Linked DNA regions of Sus scrofa: region 2 is linked to region 1. Evidence: chromatin contacts called from public HiChIP or PLAC-seq data. All regions are on one chromosome and are shown on one strand. The core of a region is the stretch at or near the end of the contact, and the rest is flanking DNA. Distances in the headings are between cores, read along the strand shown. Region 1 overlaps RMI2 (recQ-mediated genome instability protein 2). Region 2 overlaps CLEC16A (protein CLEC16A).

Region 1 (2,708 bases), core at 67-2,566:
TGTTTGGGGTTTTTTACACAATTGAGTTTTGTGTGGTTAAGACTGGCCAAGTTTTGCTTTCAAGGAGAGAGCCACTTCCCCAAGGGAATGGGAAGAAAGTCGTGGTTAATATGTCATGAGATCATTGTGATGGCAGCCTGCCCTCTTGTTGATTTGCTTGCGGGTGCCCAGCTGGTGGCAGGAGGTGGCAGGGATTGGTCTCAGGCTGTTGGAACAACAGGGTGACGTGGGGTGCTGCCCCCATGCCCAGCCCTCTTGGCGTCATGAAGGGAAAATGGCCTTGGGGCTGTCAGGGGTTGTCTTTTGCGGAAAGAGGCCCAGTCCTGTGCAGAGACTGGTCCCAGACTCTGGCACTGAGCAGGGGACCAGAAGGGAACAGCTCGAGTTTTCTGGCCCTGTTTTAGAGCAGCCTAATTTCACCTCCTCCTCTGATGCGAATGTCTCTTTCAATACCTTGGGCTTGACAGCTTTGTGCGTGATGGCAGGGTGCTGTGACTTTTAACATTTTAAAACCAGAAATCAAGGAGTTCCCGCTGTGGCGCAGTGGTTAATGAATCCGACTAGGAACCAAGAGGTTGTGGGTTCGATCCCTGCCCTTGCTCGTTGGGTTAAGGATCCGGTGTTGCTGTGAGCTGTGGTGTAGGTTGCAGACGTGGCTTGGATCACGTGTTGCTGTGGCTGTGGCGTAGGCCGGTGGCTACAGCTCCAATTCGACCCCTAGCCTGGGAACCTCCATATGCCGTGGGAGCGGCCCTAGAAAAGGCAAAAAGACAAAAAATAAAATAAAACCAGAAATCAAAGAAGATACAGAGGTCACTCTCCAGGTTCAATGTGGCTCTGACTGTCACGTTGTGTATTTCGATTTCCAGCTGCCTTGGCAATTTGCTATCTCTCTCTGCATTTTTGGGTGTCCTGTTTGCCTCTCTCTGATAAAGTTAAGCCCTCTCAAGGACTGGGTCTCTGTTTTGTTTTTATTTGCTCTTTATCTTTATTTATTTTCTCTGTGCCTGTGAACTTTACCGCCCGGGCCTCTCTTCTTCCAGGAAAGTATGTGATGGTGATGGGAGTGGTTCAGGCCTGCAGCCCTGAGCCCTGCCTGCAGGCTGTGAAGATGACAGACCTTTCCGATAATCCGCTCCACGAGAGCATGTGGGAGCTGGAAGTGGAAGATTTACACAGGAATATTCCTTAGATGGTGTGGGAACCGTCCATAAAAGCAGCCGAAACACTGAAACAGCTCCGGTTCTTATACCATCTGGATTTCATGGCCACCACTCAGTATACATTTCTCAAAAGCATATCTGAGAGCTTAGCTCCAAGAAGTCCGGATGTAGGATTTCTAAATCCTGGGACACATCAGTGAACTCAGCCCCTGCTGCCCCTTGCTTTGACTGTTTGCTGATGAAAAGCAGATGTTTCGTTTGGTTCTCTGTCTCTGTCTCTGTCTCTCTTTCTTTTTTTTTTTTTTTTTTTGCTTTACATGGGTTAACGCTCTCTTCCTAAAGCACCCAGGAATCTCCCGTCGCATTTGCCAAGTTTTACAAGTGATGATGCTTTTTCCATGACCACCACGACCCAGTTTTACGAGGCAAAATTTGAATCTCGGTCTCTGCCCACGGAGATTAAAGTGTGGTTCTGGGCAGGAAAACAGGCTGCATGGAAAAGGAATGACCTCATGGCTCCATGGCTCCCCCGTCAACAACTTCCATGTCCAGTTTGCAAGTCCAGCGGGGTGTTCTCTAGCTGCAGGCCCTGGGGCCTCTCAAAGACGCAGCCCTCTTCCTGCTTCGGATGCCGCTCAGCCCTGGGGGGAAGGTCCCTTCCCCGCAGGTGGGGACCGTGAAGCCTGCCCTTCTTCCTTCACTTGGGATGTTGAAACCCTTCCAGAGTTTCTTGTTGAAACCAAAGTCAAGGTTAAGAAGGACTTCCAGGCACGAATGAAACTTTTGGTGAGACTCTGGGAGGGAGACACGGTCCTGGGTCAGCATCTGCGCCGGGTTTTGTTGTGATTGCATTGAGTGCTGGCTTGCTGCTCTCGGCTGCTTCCCCAACATCCATTTTCCCTCGCGCTGTAAATGCCGGGCAGCCCTCGTTGCTGTAGAGTTTTGCTGGGCTATTGATTTCTACCACTAATACATTGTTTTCTAGGCTGTATGTTTTTCAAATAGGTTTGTAAGCCAGCTGACATCTCTAGATAAAAAGAGCAGAAGGTACGGGAGTTCCCACAGAGGCCTCCCTCAGTTTCCGCTGCTGTTAACATCATGCCGGGGTGCGCTCCGTTTGTTGAAATGGATGAGCCGGCACCGATACAGTCTTATTAAGTAAAGCCCACTATTTACGGTACGGCCAGGCTTTGTGCTGTGTGCAGTTCAGTGCGTGTTACAAAGGCCCCAATCATATCATGTGTTCACCATTAAAATATACAGAATACTTTTGTTTCCCTAGAAATCCTCTGAGCTCCCCCAGTTCGTCCTGCCCTCCCCCTAACCCCAGGCCACCACTGATCTTTGTGCGTCTCCATAGTTTCACTTTTCCAGAATGTCGTGTGGTTGGAATCCCACGTACGGAGCCTTTTCAGAGCGGCTTCTTCTGCTCAGCAACGTGCAGTGAAGGTTTGTCCCTGTAGTTCTGTAGCCTGAGCGCTCGTTTCTCTTTCTCCTGACTCATCCTCCTCCGCTGTGTGGATGCACCAGAGTCTCTTTACCAAT
Region 2 (2,700 bases), core at 99-2,598, 260 kb before region 1:
GGAAAGGCCAAAAGGTAATGAGGAAAAGGGGGGCTTTCTCCGTGCAGAGACTGGCAAAAATAGCACTTTGGGTCTTGACTGACACATAATCAGAACTGGAAGTACACTGGAAATTGGCCCAACATCTGGTCAGCTTTCGAAATAGTTGGTCTCTAGTTTTCCAAAGCTGGCGATGCTTGCACAACTCCAGCCAAGGAGCCCAAAAGAAAAACATCTTTTGACCATTATTTACCCGGCAGTGTTGTGGTCTCTTTGTTGCAGGTTTGTATGCCTGCTTCTTTCCACGCTGCCCTGGTCGAGGTCTTGTCTTTTCCATGCCTGTCCCAACTGGGGGCCACCGCTAAGGAGGAAGGATCCAGACACCAGAACTTGGAGGGGAAGGAAGCTTAGGAGCTGGTCCCTGACATCGCCAAGCCACACCCTTCTCTTCTCTGTGGGATTCTCTCAGTTGGTCAGCGGGGCCTCCTGAGTTTATTGGGTGGGAGCCATGGCAGGGGAGCCCCGCTCTGGCTCTGACTCACGGGGGCGGCGCAGGATCTGACCCCTCCAGGAAGCACGCGGGCTGCTGGAGTGCAGACGCCCCAGCACAGCTTCCCAGGCCATGTGAAGGGTGTCTGGGTTTCTCTGGAATTTGTCTGTCACTCGGCACTTAAGGCTTGAAGCAAATAGGACCGTATATTATCTACAGTGTTTATTTCAGTCCGAGGGGAACAGCGAGTGCAGGCACTCGACAGGTTTGTAGCAAAACCCGCCTCTCAGTGACTGGAAACCTGCGCCTGTCTGTCTCTCTGCCTGCCTGTCCATCCGTCCACCTGCACGTGTGCCATGTCCCTTTCACTCACATGTCCTTGTCATGTTGTCACATTGACCTTGTACATTCACAGCTGCCAGCCAGCGTTCTGTTTGGACTGGGAAGAATGTCTTGGCAGAAGAGAGACGGGGAGGAAATGAGGCCCTGCAGGAACTTTGGGGAAAGAACAGAGATGTTTGGGGAAGTTTTCCGCAAAGTTTTGCCGTGTGTTGTGTGGACTGGGCCCTGCTCTGCCCCCTCCCTGGCTGTGGGCAGGTCTCCTTCACACAGAATGGGTGGCACTATGGAGTCTGTTTGGCAGGAGGTGCTGGAAGCGCGGAGGTCACCTTGGGTGGCCAGTGGGCTGGAGACCACCCTAGAGTTGGCCAGAACACAACCAGATCATGTCCCTCCAGGGGTCCTGGCATCCAGGCCCGGCCTGGCCCTCCCCCCACATCTGCCTCATCACTTCCTCCCTCGGGCCCCCACCTGCCCTCTGCAGGCTCCTCCACACTCCCTGCCCTGCCCTTGGCCTGCCAGGTCCTGCTGGTCCCAGAATCCAAGCCAAGCTGCTCGTCACCAAGCTGCTCATCCCTGAGCTGTCCTCAGACAGCTCAGCCTGGCTTCTCTGGGCCTTCCAGCGTAGCTCAACGTGAGCTCTGGGTCGGTTGTTCTCGCATCTGTCGTTTTGTTCCTCTTTTGCTCCTTGTGTAGCACAGCCGAGGTGGAAACACATCAAGCCGTGTTCACAGTAAAAATCCCCATCAGCGCGAGGTAGTGACAGGTGACGGCTGTTGAACGTGAGCGCAGGCGTCGTCACTGTGGCCTGACAGCCATTCCTGTCCTTATTCCCATTGCACTTGTAAGGAGACTGAGGGTCAGAGAGGTCAGGTGTCAAAACGGAATGCCTCCATCGCCGTCGCTGCAGTGGGAAAGGAACCCCGGAGAGCAGGAGCCCGAGGCAGGAGGAGGCCCCGCAGGGAGGGGCGGCCGCCGACAGCCCCCCCCACCGCCGCGGGCCCCTCCCCTGCTGCCTTGGGCTCCCCGCGGTGCGGGCGCACTCTCCCCACCCGGACCCTGTCCACCTTTGGAACCGCCATTTCTAACTATGCTTCTTCCTTGCTCTGTGACCTTGGGGTTGTGGCTTGACGTCTCTGGGCCGTAATTTCCTCCCTAAGGAAGAGGTTGCATTGGCATCTGGTCCTGGGACGTTCTCGAAGTGTCGCCATGCCCGGGGTCTCCCCGCTTCACAGAGAGTGCAGCTGCTGGCCGAGGAAGGGCAGGGTAACCTTGGCAGGTTTTCATCCTCCCGAGAGATGATTTTGCCACAGATTTCCTCGTTTCTGACAAATTCTAAGCGAGTCAGGGCAAAAACAGGAAAGAGACAAAGAGAGAACTCGCCACAGACATTCAGGAGCTGATCGGAGCCTGTGTCTCCCTGGTCCTCCTCCGCATCTGGGCTCCTTCTGCCACCTGCTTGGAAGCAGGATGCCGGCTGGTGGGTCAGCAAGTTGGGTTATGCGCCGGGCAGGCCCAGGAGCCATTTTTCTCCCCAGAGCCACCGAGCGACAGTTTCCCTGGGAAAAAAACAAACGCCGGAAAGATTCAGTAGACATTCTTCTTGCCATGTAATAAACCAGAATGCTTTAGAGTTAGGCCTTTAGTACCAAAATGGGATACCGAGTCCACAAATTAAATGTTCATCGCAATCAGATTTTTTGACGAAGCCATGTCGCTGAGGCGTGAGTGGGGACCTAGCCCATTCCAGCCCTCAGCCCCTCGCCTCACCCCTGTCATCTCCTTGGCATGACTGAGCCTCCGGTTCGGAGCTGGAAGGAATTCAATAAAGCAAGATATATTGTTATGGTTTATTACGTCAACATGTGAGCTTGGGAGTTACTTAGAATCCA

The links. HiChIP or PLAC-seq counts read pairs in DNA pulled down with a chosen protein or histone mark.
Region 2: an H3K27ac HiChIP or PLAC-seq map of skeletal muscle shows a contact between it and region 1. The contact joins two enhancer-like sites. A contact is called at or near these places in 2 of 47 Hi-C or Micro-C datasets (embryonic fibroblasts and fetal heart ventricle) and 1 of 2 datasets of contacts at active chromatin or transcription factors (skeletal muscle).

What each region holds. Positions count from the first base shown.
Region 1 is chr3:31,808,784-31,811,491 of Sscrofa11.1, reverse strand. RMI2 (recQ-mediated genome instability protein 2) reads left to right here. Exons shown (of 2, transcript XM_003124595.4): 2 at 1,044-2,708. The coding sequence ends at 1,192. Among named protein-coding and RNA genes, the nearest start is that of RMI2, 4.7 kb to the left of the region's middle. Within about 2 kb of position 1,316, at least 36 of the 83 cell types and tissues checked have an H3K27ac peak or open chromatin away from gene starts, as enhancers often do. A contact at or near this core is called in skeletal muscle, where this site is marked.
Region 2 is chr3:32,068,884-32,071,583 of Sscrofa11.1, reverse strand. All of the region lies in intron 13 of CLEC16A (protein CLEC16A), which reads left to right. Among named protein-coding and RNA genes, the nearest start is that of CLEC16A, 88 kb to the left of the region's middle. Within about 2 kb of position 1,348, at least 27 of the 83 cell types and tissues checked have an H3K27ac peak or open chromatin away from gene starts, as enhancers often do. A contact at or near this core is called in skeletal muscle, where this site is marked.